2 separate regions of the Xenopus tropicalis genome follow, and region 1 is linked to region 2. Evidence: chromatin contacts called from public Hi-C data. All regions are on one chromosome and are shown on one strand. The core of a region is the stretch at or near the end of the contact, and the rest is flanking DNA. Distances in the headings are between cores, read along the strand shown. Region 1 overlaps pafah1b1 (platelet activating factor acetylhydrolase 1b regulatory subunit 1). Region 2 overlaps mettl16 (methyltransferase like 16).

Region 1 (4,374 bases), core at 610-3,109, 130 kb after region 2:
AATACTCTGCCATAGACCATACATACAAGCTTTTTACTCATACCTTCTATGCATTTGCAGTGTGTCTATATGAAAGCAGCTTTTCTTTCTTTTTTGCTTCTTTTTCTCTCTGCAGTTTTAGTTTTTAAGTTTGCATCGCTGTGTAAATCACATAACAAGTACACATTTGTCCATATAGAGCTTGTAAACTTTTTTCTTTTGCCATAGGTATTGTGTAAAGACTTTCACAGGACACAGAGAGTGGGTTCGCATGGTGAGGCCAAACCAGGATGGCACACTAATTGCCAGCTGTTCTAATGACCAAACTGTTCGTGTTTGGGTTGTAGCTACAAAGGAATGCAAAGCAGAACTTAGAGAGCATGAACATGTGGTAGAATGCATTTCTTGGGCACCAGAAAGCTCATATTCTACCATATCAGATGCCACAGGATCTGAGGTATGAAATGGATTTCCAAAACGTAGAGACACGACATAAAGTTCATATTAATAAAAAACGTTTGTGTATACATATGTATGCTTGTGTGAGTGGTATGTATATGTAGGAAAAAGTAGCTGCTTTCGGAAGTCCAGATAACCGGATGTGAACAATTAGCAGAAATAGTAATCATGGAATGTAGAAACACACAGGGCTTTGTTATAGTGAATTAAATTCTTTATTTGTGAACAAGCTTTTTGGTCTGCTAAGAGAGCTTTACAGGTTACACGGTGTGGGGTTGTGTCTAGAGTTTTTTTTTTGTTTTGTTTTGTTTTTTTTGTTTTGTTTTACCCTCCACCAAAAAGTGCATGCCTTGTTGCTAGGCAAACCGCATAAACAAAAAAGCCCTATTACAGCAGTTTAATTTTAAATTAGAAAGGGAATATAACCAAAGATCAGTGTTTAAAGCATTAATACGCTGCTAAAGTACGTAACGGGAATAAAGTGTTGACCTAGAGACCCTTGGTGTGGAAAGGAATGGAAAATGTCAGTAAAAAGTCAGAGTAACCAACAAGCAGGTGTTTGAAAGGTGAAGTGTGAGAAAATTGGAAAATTCCACAGAAATAAATTCACATCTTGACTGATATGTAAATGTACTGTTCTGTTTGTCACGTCCTTCAACAGTTGAAATATTCAAGTCTAAGCTTTGTGTAAACTCTTTTATATTTCAGACTAAAAAAAGTGGTAAACCCGGCCCATTTCTCCTGTCTGGTTCCAGAGATAAAACTATAAAGATGTGGGACATTAGCATTGGCATGTGCCTAATGACACTTGTAAGTTTTACAGAAGCTTTTAAAAGTGTGCACAAGTGTATCTGTTCTCCAATAGATTCTTAAAAACATGCTTGCATGCTGATTTGATTTGTTTTAAGTCTTAAAATTGCATTACATCACATTACCACAGAAACACTGACATTTCTCGCTAGGGTTCATTCCCACTGCAATTTTTTTCCAAAACTGAAAATCTTTTATAAAATAACCTCCATTAATTATAATTACAATTTAGGGTTACCAAGCCTTATGTTTGTTTAAATGAGTGTATTCTCTTACTAAAGAATCTAGTTAAAGCATTCTGCACTTTGCCCTTTCAAGGGCAAACATTAAAACAAGCCCATTGATCAGTTCCAACTGTGAGAACAGATCTCTTTAAAATGGAATTATCAAAACATTTTATATAGGTAGAACACTATAATACAATTTAAACCGAGGAAACATAATTTTAATCAATGAAATGTGTCTTAATTAGAGTATGTCTTTTGACTGTCTCCTTTAACAGTGCTTTTGTAAATTGTGCAATGCTGGTATTTTCAGATACAGCTACAATTTATAACCGCAGAGCCTAGTGTATGACACTGCTTCTGACAGAGGTGTACCATTCCCCTGGGGCAAGCTAAGAGATGTTCATTAGAGCATGTGCCAGTTTTGTTTTCCTGTTGCAGTTGTACTGTGTGTTCTATAGAGCTTAAGTGCATAGCAACACTGCAAGTTGTTGGCACTGTTATACCGTTTGCATTCATCCCTGTGGGTGTGGGGCCAAACACCAAAAGCAGAATTAGATCTCTAAGCCATCATTTTTATTGTGGCCATTGAGTTCTTATGGGGCACACATCAAGTAACAGAAGCCTTCTTTAACCATATAATTTAAAATAAAAAAATAACCCAATATGGAGTGTCCATTTAGAACAGGGGAATATTCTAAGCTGAAAATAGGCTTTCAGTCTCTGCCCAGTTGAACATCATGTTCATTTGGAAAGATGTATACACAAGCAATGCCATGCTTATTACATGGCTTTTGTGACTTTTCAAAAACCCCCAATGGAGTGGAGTAGAAATATCTTACAAATGGAAGATTATTTGTTAAACACAGTGATAGGTGATCTTTTCTAATCTGCAGCATTTATTTTATATCTTAGCACTGCTCCCTCAGTTATTCTGTTATTTATTCTACTCTGTTATGTTATTTAGTTTATACTGTCACTCGGTCACACTGTTACTTATTTTCACCCCCTCACTAGGTTGGCCATGACAATTGGGTGCGTGGAGTTCAATTCCATCCAGGAGGAAAGTTTATTCTTAGTTGTGCTGATGATAAAACTATACGCATTTGGGACTACAAGAACAAACGCTGCATGAAAACCCTTAATGCGCATGAACATTTTGTTACCTCTTTGGGTAAGATTTACTGATCTACTGTTTTTTGTATACTCTAAGGGGTATATTTATCATGCAGTGTTAAAAGTGAAGTAAAACATTAACGGTGATGTTGCTCATAGCAGCCAATCGAATGCTTTGCTTTGGTTTTCTAACTGTTGAAATCTAATTGCAGATTGGTTGCCCTGGACAAAATCACCGGTAAATGCTTCACTCCACTTTTTACACAGCATGATAAATATACCCCTAGTTAAAGTTAACATTCGCCAAGTGCTGTAAGTTTGTGCCTTCTGCCACATAGCAATGCAGGAACTGATTTTAGTCTATCTTTTGAGTTTGTTGCTTTGCTGCACGATAGCACAAATATTCACCACACAGCAAAGAAAAAGAAATACACCTGAAATTGTGATTTCAGCTAAGCATTTGACTATACTGAATTGTAATCTTTGAATTACATAATTATGTTGCTGTTCTGTGGACAGAATTTGATAAATAACTCCCCCTGCTGGGCGGAGAACCAGCAACAGTAAATATTTTTGATACATGTTCTACTGAAAGATGCAGTTGCTGTCATTGGCATGCTGCTGCCTTTTAGATTACACCAAGGCACAAACATTTAGTAGTTATTTATGGTTTTAGGTTGTTGAAATAAATACATTTTAGCTGTTTCACAAATACCATACCACTGTTCCATACCTGTCAGGTTCCTGGTTCATATATATGATATGCTGGAGCAATGATGTATACAATTTCCTTCTGCCTGTTAAAGGCTTTTCCCAGTCAAAAAGCTTAAAGGAGAAGGAAAGGCTAAGTCACTTGGGGGTGCCAAAATGTTAGGCACCCCCAAGTGACTTTAATCGCCTACCTTTTAGCCTGGGGTACCTGTAGCAAGCGATTCCTGCTTCCTTTTCTGGCAAATGTCACTGGTCAGCGCATGCGCAGTGAGAAGCCGACTTCTCTGTTAATGTTCGGCTTTTCACTCTACTGCGCATGCGCGCGCGAGCGAGTCAGGAAGGAGGAAGCGCATCGCTCTAGGTACCCCGGGCTGGTGCTATTCTCTCCGTACAGGGGCACCAGCCCGGGGTACAAGGTAAGCGATTAAAGTCACTGGGAGGTGCCTAACATTTTGGCACCCCCAAGTGACTTAGCCTTTCCTTCTCCTTTAAAGGGAAACTATCATGATTTTTATTTTCTATGAACATTTTGTTCATTAAATATAATTTGTTAAATTTAATCTATTAAACCTTTAAGTTAACTTTTAGTATGTTATAGAATGGTCTATTCTGAGCAGCTTTTCATTTGGTCTCATTAATTATTTATAGTTTTTTTTTGTTTTTTTTTTTAATTATTTGCCGCCGTCTGACTTTTTTTCAACTTTCAAATGGGGGTCACTGGCCCAGGCAGCCAGGAAGATATTGCTCTGTGAGGCTACAATTTCATTGTTGCTTTTTATTATTTTTCTATTCAGGCCCTTTCCTATTCATATTTCAGTCAACTGCTGAAATTCTAAACTGTTAATGTTGCTGAACATAAAGTAATAAAAGAGTATATTTAAAAAAAAAAATAAATGAAGGCCAGTTGCAAACAGTCTTAGAATATTACTCTTTACATTATAAAATACTACTATTTACATTATACTGAAAGCTAACTCAAAGGTAACTTAAATTTTCAAAATATTAAATATTTCCTCACCCTCTAAAAACACAATTTTTCTCTCCTCCTGCTCTGCGCCTGCGTCAAATTTTATAC
Region 2 (4,523 bases), core at 1,806-4,305:
AGTCTCACTCTGGGTAATGGACTCACTCTCTTGTGCGGCTGCTGGATCACCAGAGTTTAGCCCTTGTTTTGGAGACTCCTTATGCAGCGCACTTTCTGGCTTGTTTGACTGTAGGAAATCATCCGGGGCACGGGGAAGCTCTCTTAGCTGCCTTGTCCTGTCCCTTCTCTTCCTACGAATGTGAATCCATGAGTTTTCAACTGCTGTTAGGAACAGACTCTCTTCACCCCTCCCACATGGGACATCTTTATGCTGAACCTGGTAAGATTACAGAAAAAAAGCAGTAATATCATTGTACAATATATAAGCCATAGAGCAGTAATTCAGCACAGCAGTACCACTAACAGACATGCTGTGAATAGAAACAGCACTGATTTTACTGATTTTAACTCATTGACTATAAGAAGTGCTGTGCACAGTAATAGCCATTTTGTACAATGCTGCTGTCCATGTCCCATTGGCCACAGCGTAGTAAATTTCCCAGACTACAGTGGAGTGAACGTGTGGCTATGAACACAGTACAAAGGTGCATGTTTTTGGGGGAGATTGGAGGTAGTCAGGAATAGGGATCCCAAGATGGGGGGCAAGGGTTTAAATCACTGTTCCTTTGAGGACATTCCTCCTCCCCGGCAGGATTCATTCCCCCTTAGTTACATCACTGTTGTAAATGATGGCTTTAATGTGTGTAGTAGTGCTATGATCTAAAAACTAGCACAGAGAACAACAATTTCAGCGCAAGATTTTTAAATCAGTAAATTATAAGGACTGGACACAGGTCTGGATTCTTTTAAAGGTGGTATGCACCCATCTGGAGGTGGCTGAAGTTTGTGGCTCAGAAGGCACAATATACATATACTGTACATAGTAATTGTCCTTAATAATCATAAGAAGCACACAGCTAAATAAGGGAAAAACTCAAAGCTCATAACAATAGAGACTGCATATCCCTTAGGTTAATGCCACACAGTGCTGATCCTCAGCCTGCAGATAAATGCACCGCCTAGGCGGTGTTTACATTTCAGCCTGCACCCAGCTGAAGCAATGGCTCAGTGTGGCACAGAACATAGGTACAATTAATATACTTTTAAATGTTTTTTGGGCCAGACAGTGATATAAGCCATAGCTTATAATAGCTTGGCCAATGAGCTCCTTGTAGTTCCAATGAACACTGAAGATGCTGGCCACCTTCTATTCCCAATATCTGAACGGCCATTCTTGATTTTATCCAACAGTGATGGAGCCTATCAGTAAAACAGCTTGTAACTGCTTTAAGTCAGCTGGATTTGGCAAACAAACACCAGATGAGCCCTCAGAAAGATGCTCCTGCAGTGTAATAGCCACTGCTTGTGCTCATACGCTATGTGGTGCCTACTTAGCTGCTAACAGGAGAGCAAATCCTGTGAGAATGTTGAGGTGTGCCTACCTGCCTCTATCTCCTAACACTGGCTCAGATCTTTAACATTTGCACCATGTTTCAGAGATATTTAATGTTTAAATGATTATATCAGACTTAAGTTATGGAAAATCCCATGTTCAGATAATAGATCCTATACCTGTATATTTTTTTATAGGGCAGAATCCTAATGTGCTAATAGTAGCTATTATATAAAAAGCCCAGCATTCCCTATGGTCTAATTATGAAAAGTATCAAGCAATGTTCATGGGATGCGCTCCACCCATACCTTCAAATCTGTAAGTATTTTCTTTATGCAGTCTGTAACCACCGTGATGCTTTCTGGGACCTCAGAGCCACTCGGCAACTTTTCCACTAACAGTTTAATAACTGATTCCAGCACTGTGAACACCATTGGTTTTCGGGGTTTTTCCAGCTTTCTTTTTTTCGGAGGATTCTGATTGAAGAAAAGTAATAAATACGTTAACAGCTAAAAAAAGAAAAAAATTGTGTTGTTGTAAGCTTAAATCCTGTGTCTTTATAAATGTAAGTTAAATTGTAAACATTTTAAATTCTGATTCTTTAAAAAGAAATAATTTCCAGTGTTCTTCATGCTGAATATATGGGCAGATGTTATTAATTATTATTATAAGGAAGCCAAACATTTTTCACAGTGACTATGACATACTGCTGGTTATAACTTTAAAATGGTTCATTGTTTTAGATGCTATCCACATACATTCAAATATCTACTGCCATTCCATCCAACTTCCAGCATCTGCCATACTGCAAATGAAGACTTCCAGCCAGTGCACTATTAATCCCTAAACTGCTCCAAGCTTAACGTACAAGCCACTGATAGTGTAAGTGCATAAGTGCTAACATGAGATTATGGGAGAAGAGGACAAAAGCTTACTGATGGTGATGGCACTCTGATTTGCAGAATAGATGTGTTTTTGCCCCTTTCACTGGAGCACTGACCATTATTATAATGGGAGGTCATTAAAAGGTTCATTACATGTAGGCGAAGTATCAACATCTTTTACTTATATAGCAACAGAAGTTTAAGCATTTGCCTTTAAAGGCTGGGCACTCAAACATGTTGCTCAGTCTCAGTTAGCTGCTTTAGTAAGACAGATATCTATACGGATGTCCAAAATGGTAAATAATTTTCAGGTAAAGATTCAGTAGAGAGAATATTAGAGCACTGTTGCTCTGCAGTAAGGAAGAGGGACCCAGGCTGAAATTTTGCCTAAGGGGCTCTAAGTCTTTTAATAGGACCCAAAAACAAAAGATTGCTGCGGAAAAGTCAAAACACTGAAAATTCTAGTGACCTGAACTGCACATAGACAATTGCAATTGATGTTGTCAAACTAGTGCATGGATGTCCATGTTGTGGGATGGTTATCTGCTATGTCATATATTCTGGGGACCTGATAATGACATACAAAGAAACCTTGAATTTGCTGGGGTCTATGTATGAAAAAACACATGTTCTATACCAGATTTGATCATTAAATTATATGACAAATATAAGTCAATAGTGTCTTGGAGGACCACAGTGATCTTGCAAACCTGCAGTTGTGCAGCCTAGACATGTATGTATGCACAATACTAAAAATGTTACATTAGTATTGATTTTAAGTACAGTTCTACTAATCAACCACTAGGTGGGTTCCTATAACTGCAGGAAACATTCACTGAGCTGTACCACCCTCTCCTACATGTCTGCTTATTCTGCCTATGCTAGAGATGAAAAGCTAAGGTCAATATAGCACCTAATCATAAGGTGCCCTTACACTGGCAGATAATAGCTGATGACTTCCACATTTGTCGGAGGCCAACTGAGCCACGTGTGGACCCAAAACTATGCTCTTGCCATTCAATATGTGATCAGGACAGATAAGGAATGCTGATAAGCTCATTAGTCAGATGAGACAGGAAAGTGGAATTGTGAAGTTAAAGGATAACTTATGAATAAGAAATGACAGTATGTTAATCTTTGATGAAAAGTGACATTTTCTCAAATATGACTCATTCATAATCCCTACCATTTTTAATCGTGGCCACAGTTTATTGCAGTGTCCTGCTTGAAAGTCTTCACTTCTACTCTACCGCCAATCAAAGTCATTTGACTAACAGGGGAGAAAAGGTAAATGCAACTGGCCTGTGTAACATCTGTAGAACATTCTGTAGGATTTATTATCTGTGCCCCTGTCTGAATGTAAATTCTCATTAGAAGCTTGGTTTCACCAAATGCTAAACATTCAAATGCCCTAAAGCCTTTGTACCTAAGAAGCACACAAAATCACCAATATATATATATATATATATATATATATATATATATATATATATATATATATATATATATACCATGATAGAAAGGAGGTGGTGTCTTTGATTTGTAAGGGGCTTAACATAAAAAATCAATAATAACCACCCTATAATGTATTGTCCCTGTGGCATTCTGAGCCATAAGGTACATGAAAGATTCCTAACTCCGAAGTCTAGCTGCCTAAGGAATTAAAAACCAAAATGTGCGAGGTATGGTGTATTCTATAGAGTGGGCCAGTAATCTGATCTGTACAAGCTAGAGATGTAAAGCCAGGGTCAGTATAGCAGCCTAATGATAAGAAACCCATACACAGGCAGATTATGGTTTAAAAATTTAAAAAGAAGAACCCCGAAACACGCTGCCTCATCACATCACATCAATATGTGATGTGGACTTGTACAAGGATAAGGGCACTGCCACACAAGGACAAATGCAGGCCAAAAATTCACCCCTGTGCCCTAAAAATCTTACAAATGTGGCTGCACCTGGGGCCATTGCGTTGGCCCAGGTACAGGCACACTGGTGTAAATGATGTATAACCTCTGTACCACTGCTTTCAGTATGTTTTAGTATATTAAAATATCTTAATCATAATTAAGATTGTACAGCGCTGCGTACCCTTTTGGCACTTTATAAATAAAGTTATACATACATAAAGAATAGTAACTTTTAGACTTGGGGGTTCAAGCATCACTTGGTGTCAGTGTGTTGTATGCAAATACAAATATATATGGGCTTCAGGCAGGCATTCCAGAATATATTCAGATATCTCCCTGCCCCTACTGACTGCTT

The links. Hi-C and Micro-C count contacts between places; a contact is called where the count stands out from the background.
Region 1: a contact with region 2 is called in a Hi-C map of liver, with 3 times the contacts expected there. The contact joins two enhancer-like sites. A contact is called at or near these places in 2 of 5 Hi-C or Micro-C datasets (brain and liver).

What each region holds. Positions count from the first base shown.
Region 1 is chr2:47,856,817-47,861,190 of UCB_Xtro_10.0, forward strand. pafah1b1 (platelet activating factor acetylhydrolase 1b regulatory subunit 1) reads left to right here. Exons shown (of 11, transcript NM_205830.1): 8 at 208-436; 9 at 1,147-1,248; 10 at 2,490-2,646. Among named protein-coding and RNA genes, the nearest start is that of pafah1b1, 41 kb to the left of the region's middle. Within about 2 kb of position 1,860, at least 1 of the 11 cell types and tissues checked has an H3K27ac peak or open chromatin away from gene starts, as enhancers often do. A contact at or near this core is called in liver, where this site is marked.
Region 2 is chr2:47,730,361-47,734,883 of UCB_Xtro_10.0, forward strand. It overlaps mettl16 (methyltransferase like 16), which reads right to left. Exons shown (of 10, transcript NM_001130217.1): 9 at 1,683-1,850; 10 at 1-258. Among named protein-coding and RNA genes, the nearest start is that of mnt, 33 kb to the left of the region's middle. Within about 2 kb of position 3,056, at least 2 of the 11 cell types and tissues checked have an H3K27ac peak or open chromatin away from gene starts, as enhancers often do. A contact at or near this core is called in liver, where this site is marked.